Linked DNA regions of Danio rerio: region 2 is linked to region 1. The links are chromatin contacts, called in public Micro-C maps. All regions are on one chromosome and are shown on one strand. Each heading gives the region's core, a stretch centred on a gene start, on an enhancer-like site or on the middle of the called end of the contact. The rest is flanking DNA. Distances are from core to core; before and after follow the strand shown. Region 1 overlaps plxnb1a (plexin b1a). Region 2 holds the start of plxnb1a (plexin b1a).

Region 1 (6,427 bases), core at 2,426-4,925:
GTTAAAACAGATTATAAAAGAATGAAAAAGAAAATAAAGATTAAAAAAATAATAATAATAATAGTGTGATCTGTCAGACAGTGCTCAGTGCTCATTCAGTAAGGGCACAGCTAAACAGATGTGTTTCAGTCTGGATTTGAATGTGCCTAATGTTGGAGCACATCTAATCATTTCTGGAAGCTGATTCCAGCAGTGGGGGTGTAGTAGCTGAAAGCTGATTCACCCTGCTTTGTCTGAACTCTTGGAATTTCTAGTTTACTTGATCCTAATAATCTGAGTAATCTGTTAGGTTTGTATTCAGTCAGCATATCTGTAATGTATTGAGGTCCTAGGACATTTATTGATTTATTGACAAGTAATAATACTTTAATACTTTAACTCTGAATTTAACTGGGAGCCAGTGTAAAGACCTGAGGACAGGTTTGATGTGCTCTGATTTTCTAAATCTGGACAATATCCTGGCAGCATCGTTCAAGATGAGCTGCAACTGTATGACTGTCTTTTTGAGAAGGCTAGTGAGGAGGCAGTTACAATAATCCACCCTGCTGCTGATAAAAACATAATGGAATATTTACACAAATTAAAAGGAAAACGGTGTTTTAAAAAGGAATATTTATAGTAATATTTATACATCAGGTAGAAAAAAAACTATTCGAGTTGAAAAAAAAAACAATTTTAAAAAACTTAATTAATTTTTTTTCAATTGTTATTTTTATTGCAACAAATGTTTTATGAATCATTTCACTTTTTGTAACATTATCTTCATTTTAAATAACTTTGAACAGTAATATCAAGAAAATTAAACCATATACTAACCTTCGGCCTAGTCTCTGTTTAAGTGGTCACCACAGCGGAATGAACCACCTCAATTAAATTTAATTAAATTAGGTGGCACAGTAGGTAGTGCGGTCGCCTCACAGCAAGAAGGTCACTGGTTCAAGCCTCGGCTGGATCAGTTGGCAATTCTGTGTGGAGTTTGCATGTTTTCCCCGCGTTCGTGTGGGTTTCCTCCGGGTGCTCTGGTTTCCCCCACAGTCCAAATACATGCGGTACAAGTGAATTGGGTAAGCTAAATTGTCCGTAGTATATGGGTGTGTATGGATGTTTTCCAGATGGATTGCAGCTAGAAAGGCATCCGCTGCGCAAAGCATGCTGAATAAGTTGGCGGTTCATTCCACTGTGGCGACCCCAGATTATTAAAGGGACTAAGCCGGAAAAAAAATTATAAATTAAATTGCTTTAAACAAGTTAGTATAGTTACTCTTAACCGACTTCAAACTACTTTCAGTATATCTAGATCATTAAAAAAATTAATAAAAGCATTTATTTATTATTAAGGTTTCCCTTTTTCAAGAAATCATTCTCCCCTACCATATAAATTATACCGTATTTATTGATTATAGTTTTCAACCAAAGATTAAATCCTGTATGTACACTTTTACTTATAAAAATCGTATACAAAGTATATCTTATTTTACGCATTTTTCTATATTTTTACCTTAATCCAAGACAAAAATAAAATAAGTTATTTAGGGGCTTCAATAGGATGAGATCATTGATATAACAGCTGGCATGTATAAACCAGTGTTTTCTGATGTGTGGTATGTGTGTGTGTTTTCCTCAAGAACCCAGTATTATTGGCAGTGTCTCCCCTGAAAGGCCCAATGTCAGGTGGCACGTCACTCACTATAACGGGACAAAACCTTCTGACGGGCCGCTCCAGTGAGATCAGCATCCTGATTGGCGGAGTCCCCTGTCACATGTAAGTGTGTGTGCAGCCTCGTCCAATCAAATTTCAGGATTTCATCATGATGTCATACATTATTAACCGGTATCATCTCAGCTCTTTATGTCAGAAATAATTCATCATCCTTCTGGTAAAAAAACTAAATGAAAATGGTGAGCAGTGTCTTTAAAATGTCAGTTCAGAAGCTGCATTTACTCCTTAAAGTGATAGTTCACACAAAAATGAACATTTTACCTTTTTGTTTCTTCTGCAAAGACAAAAGAAGAGAATTTGAAGAATGTTGCAAACCTATATCCACTTCCGTACTATTTTTTCCGCTACTATGGTTGTCAGTGGACTCCAACATTCTTCAAAATATCTTCTTTTGTGTTCAACGGAAGAAAGAAGCTTATTAAGGTTTGTAACCACTTAAAGGCAAATAAACAGAATATTTTTTTTTCATATTTAAGAGTGAACTGTCCCTTTAAGTTTCACAGGGTGTACTGGTGTTAACATGTGGTATGATTAAATAGCTCATTGGCAGGGAACCTTTTTTCTATCAAGGGTCATTTACATTTTTGTAAATCATTTAGGGTCCACTCTACATTATTCAACATGCTGTATATATCACTACCCTCTCCACTGCGATGGTTGGAACTACTTCACTTTGGCAAGGCCACTTTTTAAACGATAATCCAAATTTGTTCATTGCCAAAACAACTTGCTCAAACATATCCTCACCTTTGGTAGTGCTGCTCATGGCTTGTAAAGACAGCAATTCCTCTGTCGTTTGGACAGATGATGGCTAGTTGGGCGGTGTTCGTGATGTCCTTTGTTTCATCACAGGCTAGAAAGAAAAACTGGAATTTTTTCCAGTGTCATAAGTGTTGTTTTAATGTTTTCCACATCAGTTATTTGTTCTGAGACAGTTCTTCAAGATAAACTTACACTCTGAAAATTATTTACTTTTCTATCGCTACTCTACAGTGGCAATAATACACTCTTACATGAGCTCTTCTTCTGAATGAGGTCTGAGTTCTTTAGCTATTGGCTCACTTAACGCAAAACTTTCTCTTTTTCAAAATGCTGTTTTTGCGAAAGCTGCTTGTTAGGCACCCAAACTACACCAAAAAGTGTAGAACTTTATTCAAGTGCATTTTTTTCCTTGCAGCTCTTTGAGTTTAGCATGCTTTGAGTTGTAATGACAACTTTTTTCATCACTGCAAGCTCATTCTCACAGACTAGGCACACCAGCTTGCTTTTGATTAAAAAAAAAAAAAAAAAAAAAAACATTTTTAAGAAATATGTGACATTCTGCATCTAGTTTTTTTGCCTGGAGCCATGATTATTATGCATATTGCACGTTCACGCCAGTTGTAACTCTGGCATTGGGATATATGGATTTAATATTAGTATATAATATCTATATTATATTTCAATTTTATTTATTTATTTAAAAATATTTTTATTTACTGTCACTTTCTGTCATAGACACTTAATTTTTAATTCTTTCCTGATGGGTGATTATGAATTGACTGATGGGCCAGATCAAATTGTGTCACGGGCCGCATATGGCCCGGAGGCTGGACGTTCCCCACCCCTGGATTAGCTGGATGACAGTTAATATGAAGAGTTCAGATGCAAAAACCTCTAAGTGCTGTCTGAAATCATCTGAAATAAGCATTTTTGATTATGTTCTGTTATTTGACTTCAAAGGCAATGCAAACAACGTATTTTTTGTCAAAAATGTGGATTTACTAAACAAAGGAGGTTTTTGCATCTAAACTCTTCATATGATCTGTAACAGTAATATGTACTAATAAACACTGTATGTATTAACAGTAATATGGTGTGTGTTGTCAGTTTACCGGAGCAGTTTAGCAATGAACGTGTTGAATGTGTGACCGGAGGCAGCAACAGGACTGGAGAGAGCGGCGTTACTGTGCGGTTTGGTAGAGCTGAGCGCCATCTAAAGGAGACCCACTATCATTACACCCCAGACCCCAATGTTACCCATGCTGCACCCTCCAAAAGCTTCATCAGGTAAGACTTTATTTAGCTTCATTTTTTTTACATATTATTTCACAAATTGCTTGTTAGCGAATTTAAGAAGGTTTTGATTTATTTTTCAAATTATAAACAAAGACTTTGCCAGTGGTGTGAAAAATATAATGCTGATATGTTGTTTAATATGCAATACATCGATAATAATCATATATAAATATTACAAATATTTATCTCTGAAAAACGTACATTCCAACAAAAAGCAAACGTGTCTTGTTTAGTCACAATTGTGTCTTATTAGTGTATTAATGAGACATTGTGCTTTACAAATGAGTCATTTGGTAAATGGGATGAGAGAATACAGTTGAGGTCAGAATTATTAAGCCCCCTGTTTATTTTTTCCTTTTTCCTTAATTTATAAACAGAATAGTTTTAATAACTCATATCTAATAACTGATTTATTTTATCTTTGCCATGATGACAGTAAATAATATTTGACTAGATATTTTTCAAGACACTTTTATAAAGCTTAAAGTGACATTTAAAGGCTAAACTAGGTTAATTAGGTTACAGTTTTTCTTGTTTGCTTTGACCTGGTTAAAGAAACTAGGTTCCAATTCATTTTCATTTTCACTATCCCAGCAGAGCAAAAGACTGGTCTTGCAAATGTGTAAACGCTTTCTCATTGGGTTGGCACATTTTCCCCACCATTTTTCAAAACAGTTAACACAGATGTCATTCAAGCAGTCCAAACTCCATTGTTTTAGTTATGGTAACCAAACAGAAACCATCTATTTCTAACCATTAGAAACTACCAACATCAATATGAATTCACTGAAGCACCGGTTTGACACTCCTTCACACAAATCTTCAATAAGCAATCAGTCTGCAAACCTTATAAAACGGTAGAAGGTCTGTGTTGTTCTGTGCCAGCATGGATGGAGGAGGTCAATAGTGGCTATGTCCTTTACTCCTAATAAATTTGACTGTATATTGGTTTACATGTGTTTTCTCTAATATTTACAGTATTTTATTACTTTTGTCTGTTTTTACAGTATTTCAGTTTTCAATTGTCGTTAATTCAATATAAATGTAATCAAAGCATTTCTTATTCTGGATTCAATTCTTTGCAAAAAGGCAAATTTGACAGCACAAATAGAAAGACAACAAATGGCATTGGCAATAGGCTACAATGACAAGCAATGGTGGTGCACTGACTTCTGTATTTTGTATTTTGTTGTCCGTTGTGTAATGATTAATTGAAAGAGCTCATATACCTGTTTGCAAGTTGTGTTGTTTGAAGGTAAAACTAGCTTTTGTTGCATATTGTAAAGGTTTTGACACGATATGTGCCTTTTGCAAGCAAAATGTGTCATTTTGACCATGAGTGCTGCTGTTTAGGCCTGTGTGTTAACTGTTTTGAAAATGTGGAGTTTCAGTTGACAACTGCATCCAAGCAATCGAGAAATACTGTAAGTAGGCAGGTTAGAGAAATTAGGCAAACTATTGAAATTATTGTTGGTTTGTTCTGTAGACTATTGAAAAAATATATAGCTTAAAGGGGCTAATAATATTGACCTTAAAATGTTGTTTAAAAATTAAAAACTGCTGAAACGACAGTTTTTTCATGATTGCTAGCACACTAAAATTCAACTTTTCCCACAATTAGCAAAACCGTACACTTAAGGAGCAAAACACAGAGCTAGATCTGCACAACTGTAAGCACATTGTCAGCTTCACACTTTTTGCAAAACATTACACACAGTGATATGCAAATCACTAAACACTTGGATGCTTTTGACACAGAAATTTTTCATAATGGAATTTCCTTGCAATTTTAAAGCAAAGGCCTTCAAATGAACACACACAAACCAAAGGTTAAACAGAGCCATCAGGTGTGCACACACACTGCTGCAAAGTTGTAGACACACCAATCAGCTGGAACCACAGTAAAGAAAGCAACAGGTATAAATTATTAGTCTTCAATAAACATGTTTACAGTAGTATAGCAATAAATAGTTGTCTTTAAGAAATATGTTTTACATGAGCTATAAATATTAATCTTCAATAAATAAGCCAATATTGCGGTATGGAAGAGGAAGCTTGAAAGTGAGGAAGATTGGTAAACAGGAGACAGGGAATGGAATTTTTTTATATTGAAATATTTACATTACCAGAAAGCTGAATAAATTGGATACTGTATACATTGTTGTATGGTTTGTTAGGATAGGGCAATATTTAGCTATCAGTATATCATTGTTTGGTGTATACACAATGTACATGTACTTAATTGCAATATCTCTTAAACCCTGATTATATCGGTATTGGTCAGTTAAAAATGATACAAATGTTTAAGATTGATTACAGCAGTGTGTAAATGAAGCAAACAGGTTTATATTGAATGGAGCGTGTGTGAAAATAACTGTTAAGAAATAAGACTTTCTCCAGAAGAAAAAGTATTATCAGACATACTGTGGAAATTTACTTGCTCTGTTAAACATAATTTTGGAAATATTTAAAAAAAGAAAGAAAAAATAATAAATTTAGGGGGGCTGATAATTCTGACTTCAACTGTACCTGATTACTTTTAGTGTGCAATTCAACAATGTGTATTTATTAATTAATTATTAATATTATTATTAATAATATTAATTAATTAATTAATGTATTAATTAATTAATTAATTAATTTATTTAT
Region 2 (6,427 bases), core at 2,687-5,186, 150 kb before region 1:
TATAAATTATATATAACATTGTTTTCTGTCATATTTTGTACGATGAGGTTCTCTCACCTTCATCATGGACCAGTCCAGCAGTCAAATAAGTAAAGATTTATTTTTAAAAATATAATTATTCATTATTTTTTAATGAAGTACATTGAGTACATTTTTTGTGCCGTATTGATACTTTTACTCCACTACTTTCCTTTAATCTGCAGTCACTACTTTATTATTTTTTATCTATGGGTATTGGAAAAATCAGTCCTGTGATTCCTGTCCAATCAAATTACACACAAGGTAAATCGCCTCATAATGAACTACCTCAAGACATGGACACTTATTAATTGCAGCAAACTATTTGAAAGCATTAAAAGTGTCCAAGAAGATGTCCAAAATATTTACACGAATGGACCCAGATACTGTTTTCGATACACTGATGAAAAGATGATGGACGTTTACTGTACGATGACCGAAATGGTCTTAAACACCCAGCAGGCAAAGTACGTCAACATGATGTCAGATTGACGTTGTACCCCAACGTCATGGACGTTGCATTTTATTTGGAAATGAACATGCTTTCCAAATAATGGTTGGGAACTCAAAGTCAGGCCAGTATCAATATCCAACGTCCAACCTCAAATCAACCAAATATCAATGTGTAATGATGTTACAGCTTGACGTTGTGTTGATGTTACCACTTTGACGTCTATCAGACATTGGATTTTAGTTGCCATGCCTGATGAATAAATGTCAGTATTTGACATCAATAAGTTGGTTTAAGATGTTGGCTGGACGTTGGATTTTGGTCACTTTCTAACAACCTAAAATCAACCAAATATCAATGTCATTTGACATCATTATTAAACATTAAGATAACGTTGTCTTTAGACGCTGGCTGAATGTTGAATTTTGGTCTCCTGATGTCACAACCTAACTCTAACCTAATATTAACATCTTATGACATTGTGTGCCTGCTGGGCAAATGCACTACATAATGTTACGCTTACACACATCCACAAATTACATGTAAACGCATCAGCTTCTTGAGTACTTTTGAAAGGGCTACTTTTTACTCATGAGTAATATTTACAACAGATACTTTTACTCTACTTAAACTACATTTTTAGGCAGGTAATGGCACTTTTACTTGAGGATGATTTTTCAGTACTCTTTACACCTGTTTACATGTTATTATTAATTTGCATTAAGATAAAATGTAGAAAAGGAAATCAAATAATATAAGTAAAAACAGCAAAATAACAATAAAAAAGTACAACATTTTTGAACTTCAGGCCCCATGGCTGGTAGTGTTTAGCGCCCCCAAAATCACTAAATCCGCCCCTGCATGTTTTATTTACTGTATTAAGTTTTGGGGCGGCAGGGTGGCGAGCACTGTCGCCTCACAGCAAGAAGGTTGCTGGTTCAAGTCCCTGCTGAACCACTTGGCATTTCTGTTTTGAGTTTGCATGTTCTTCCTATGTTTGCATGAGGTTCCTAAAACATATGCTGGAATAGTTGGCGGGTCATTCTGTTGTGGCGACCTCTGAATAGAGACTAAGCCAAATGAAAATGAATAAATGAATAAATATTATGTATTTAGTTACTATACTCCCAAAGTCATACCACAAGAAATAGCAAAACATTTAGCAGATTCTGTCCTGCTTATGTCATGATGACCACATGTCCCCACAGGTTTTAGCAATACAGTCAATTTTGAGTTTAGAGGGACACTTTTTCAGTCCCCATGAGTAAAATAGCTTATCAATCACACAGAAATAAAGGTTTTAGCAGATTGTCTCCAGTGAGGGTTTGGCTTAGAGGTAGGATTGGGATGGGGTGTAGAAAATACAGTCAGCACAGTACATTGGATAAATCTAGTACAAGTGTATGTGTGTGTTAAAATAACTGCAATTTAAGCTTTGGGTCTTTATATCACCTCTTAATGTTTGCACAGTAACTGTCCAACAAATTGTCACCTTGGAATTATAAGTGTCTATCTGCATTCTGAATGATTTTGAGATATTGAGCTTCAAAGTTTTTGCATTCCATAGCAAACAGTATGTGTGTAACACTTGTTTTTCAAATAAAAAGTCTTAAAATGTAAACAACTTATAAAAAACATCCCATAATGTAAATAAGTTGTCATTTAATAAATACTCAATTTTGACAAAAATGTCAGATATAACCTTATAAATCTAAGGTGACGAACATGCACCATCAGACAGTGACTTTCAAAGCAAATGGAAAGGCTCAGATATGATCAAATAAATAAGCTGTGTTTGTGGAAAAGTGTGAGGCCTTGATGTTGGTTTACTTTGAAGGTGTGGAGGAGGTGCCCGCAGATTGGCTGCGTGTGACTGATGCCCACTGTGAGGTGCTGCGGGATTGGCCGATCGTCCCTGTGATGCTGGATGAGAGGTGTGGCACCACTGGGTGTGTTTTCAACAGTGTGTTTGTGAGCTCTTTCTTTGGCACACACACTGTGAACTCCCACCGCACGGAGCGACAGACACACCCACTCAAACAAACACCTACCGAACACACCCTCCATCTGTGGGTGCACACAAAACACAGCTCTGTGGAGCGAACACACACACACACACACACACACACACACACACACACACACACACACACACTGGTAAAAACAAGTCATGTTTAAAATCATGGATAGTTGTATATAAGCTGTAATTGTGGTACTTCACAAATGAATAAACTGATTTATTGTTTCCCACGCTTTTTGGATTACCTCACAGTTTTACGCATCATTGCACTGATAGTTAGCCCAAACATGACCTTTGACCCTGTCACCTCCTTTATTAGCTGAAGCTGAACGAGGCTTTTAGTTTACACAGGTTTAAAATGGCAATGACACTTGAGCTAATAAAAATGCATCTAAAATAAATAATACAGATCGAAAGATCCAAACCAACCAAATATCGGTTACATATTTAATATTTAAATGTTTTATTTTAACTACCAAAATACAAAATACACACAACAAACAAACCTATAGAGGCTACATTGTTTACCAAGTATTTTTTTTACATTGTTTTATTAGCAAACTAATCTTTTAAAAACCAAATTATTATAAAATAATAATTTAACAACAAATAACTAGCAAAGGAAAGGCAAAACAAACCAATAAAAAGAGGGTACATTGTTTACCAAGCATTTATTACATTGTTTTATAAACAAACTAATCTTTTAAACAACAAATTACTATAAAATAATAATCTAACAACAAACTAGCACAGAAAACACCAAACAAACCTGTTAATATGTGACTACATTGTTTACCAACCATTTGTTTTACAAGAAAATCTAATGTTTTAAACACAAAATTACTATAAAATAATAGTTTAACAAAATATAACTAGCAAACAAAACATGTTGGTTAAATTGCTTTACAAAACAAACTGAACATTGTTGTTAAAATGATGATAACAATAGAAATCTAACATTGAATTGAACAATCAAAATAAATTTCTGTTTTATAAGCAACAAACAGGCTACAAAACAAATGATGCACTTTTTATTAAATGATGCATTTTATTAAACAAAACACTAATTACAAACATTAAGTTTTAAGAAAAATAAATATTTTACTTAAACCATCAAGTGAATACATTTTATAACAAAGGCATATGTTTTTGTTTACATTTTTATATGGCACTAACAATCAAATGTGTTTTATTATTTTCGGTTTCCAGCAAACAGACAGACAAGCAGCATCTAAATTATTAAAAAGCGAAGAATCTTTGAAAATCACTGGTGGGGTGAATAAACATGGCTGTTTTTGTGTGTGTGAGGAGTCTCTTGTGTATGGACTTGGTAGGCGATGTCTGAAGCCCAGCCCTTTTCCACGAGCGGCCACCGGGTCGCACTAGCGGACAATAACTCCACTGTGAACTGACGCTCACCTCCCGTTATTCCTCACCGAAACACTCACTCCCGGCCGCCAGTGACAGACAAGAGACGGGCTTCCAGGAGTTTGCGCCTCTAAAAATACCCAGGAGCCCCTTTCAATCATTTCAGTGTTTAAGAAATCATCCTTTGGCTGGAAATAGACACGTGTGTTGCGGGTGGACACGAGCGGTCCCGGTGAAGTTTATGGACTGAAAGTCTCGTCGCTCGTGTGGATTAACAGGACTCAAATCACTGCCAGTCTGTGAGAAGCGAAGCGTCGCGCTTTTTTGTTTGTTTCAAAGAAGACTTCAATGCTTTAAATGCAGGTAAGGAGAGAACAGCCCACTCTTGCTGTCAAACATCTCTACTTTCAGTTGTTTGGTGAAAGACTTGTTGTTATTTATGTGGACGTTAACTTCTGTTTTGTGAACACAGTGGACACGGATTTAAATATTTCTGAGACAAAAAGAAGTTGGCAACATATTTAAAATATAAACCAATGTCTATATTTAGTCTAAATGTGGATTTCACTTATATGTTCACATTTTCTTGTGATAGAATTTTCAAAATAATCAAGAATGGTCTGTTAATTGTGTCTATAGTCTGGTTGTATTGAATTGCTTTATTTAGATGGATAAGCTCATTCAGTGTCTGAGGTTGCAGTTGGGAAAGACATTGTTTGGACTATCAAACTTGAATTATACCGGTATGTATTGGATTACAGAATACTTATAATTCAGTGTTTGCAAAACCTGTAGATCCCATCATCATCGTCCCAGTGAACTTGCTGAACAGCTGCACACAAAGGTGCATTCAGTCTGTTTGGAGGGGCTAAATTTAATGCTCCTTATTCTAAGCGAACGAAGATTATGAGAGAAAAGTATTTAATATTACATAACGTAATACATAATTTCACCTAATATGACGAGTTTTTACATTTCGTTCCAGGTGATTCTGAGTGGTGTTCCTGAATTAACCACACTGTATTTTGACCAAATTATTAGGGTAACACTTTACAAAATGGTTGTATCAGTTATTTTTAGTTAATGGTAACAAACAATTAACCATACATTTTTACAGTATTTATTAATCTTTGTTAATGTTGGTCAATGGTATAAAAGTCAACCATTGTTAGTTCTTGCTAACTCACAGTGCATTAGCATATATTAACAAGCACAGCTTTGGGTTTTAATAATGCGTTCGTAAATGTTTAACTATATAATTAATAAATGCTGTACAAATCTTGTTCAATATGTTAGTTAATAAATTAACTAGTCTAACATCCCAGCAGGCATAGGATGTCAGATTGACCTTGTACCCCAACGTTGTGGGGATGTTGCATTTTGTTTAGAAATGAAAATTGGGTTAACATCAGAACCCAACGACAGGTCGACGTCAATGTCCAATGCTTAAAATCATTCAAATATCAACATCTAATGATGTTACAGCTTGATGTTGTGTAGACGTCACCACTATAACATCTATCAAGTGCTAAGTTTTGGTTGTCATACCTGACGAATAAATGTCGGTATCTGACGTCAATATGACGTTGGTTAAAGATGTATTTTGGTCAACCTAAAGTCAACCAAATATCAATGTCGTTTGATGTCGTTATTGGACGTCAAAATAACGTCGTCCTTAGACGCTGGCTAGACATTGAATTTTGGTCATCTGACGTCACGACCTATATCTAACCTAATGTTAACGTCTTATGATGTTGTGTGCATGCTGGGATTACCTAATGCAACCTTAACATAAAGCTAGGTCATTGTAAGGTTTATTACCAATAATTTGTTTACATAATTTGGGTCTTTCAGATTTAAAATGACAAAGCATCAAATAAAGCAAAAGAAGATAAACCGGTTCCATGTCAGCCGCCAGCTGTTAGTAAAATGGCATACATCCAGGCCTGTGGAGGTCACTAAACAAAAAGATAATACTCTCATACTGAAATGTTAGATCTGCTTTTTACAATATGTTTTATTTTGACCAAAATTATACCAGTTTGGTTTGTATGAAGTCAAAATAACACCACGATTATCATTCTGTTTCACACGTTTCCAGCGAGATGGAGGAGACCTTAGTTTATAAGCATAAAAAATGGTTGTAGCTTGGTTAAATGGTGCTCAGAGAGGAAGGTGTGAATTACAAGCATTTTTAATGAGCATGTATTTTAGAAGGTCATCAATCTGCCTCCCAGCATCTGTTGCCTCATGGTGGATTTTTCGACTGTGTTGTGTTTTATTTTGGCAGCAGAGCTTCTTTTTAACCACAATATACTGAGCTTGACATATTTGTGATCTGGTTCATGTTTCATGCATCAGCTAAAAACACACAAAGCGACCTCATGTTTGTTGAAGTGTTATGACTCTAATGTCTTCATAATGAAATAAGCTTAGATTGTGTACGGGAACTTTAAATAACAGTAAGCAGAGATTAAAGAGATACGTCACCCAAAAATGAAAATTTACTCACCTTCAAGAAGTTAAATAGCTTTATAATAGGGCTGCACGATATTGGAAAAATCTGACAT

Evidence for each region. Hi-C and Micro-C count contacts between places; a contact is called where the count stands out from the background.
Region 2: a Micro-C map of caudal fin shows a contact between it and region 1, with 10 times the contacts expected there. The contact joins the promoter of plxnb1a here to the enhancer-like site in region 1. A contact is called at or near these places in 3 of 18 Hi-C or Micro-C datasets (caudal fin, embryo and an unstated tissue) and 1 of 4 datasets of contacts at active chromatin or transcription factors (caudal fin).

Annotation. Positions count from the first base shown.
Region 1 is chr23:10,103,014-10,109,440 of GRCz12tu, reverse strand. plxnb1a (plexin b1a) reads left to right here. Exons shown (of 37, transcript XR_012399007.1): 17 at 1,626-1,762; 18 at 3,590-3,769. Among named protein-coding and RNA genes, the nearest start is that of si:ch211-220i18.4, 45 kb to the right of the region's middle. Within about 2 kb of position 3,675, at least 3 of the 62 cell types and tissues checked have an H3K27ac peak or open chromatin away from gene starts, as enhancers often do.
Region 2 is chr23:10,257,443-10,263,869 of GRCz12tu, reverse strand. plxnb1a (plexin b1a) reads left to right here and starts at 3,936. Exons shown (of 37, transcript XR_012399007.1): 1 at 3,936-4,220.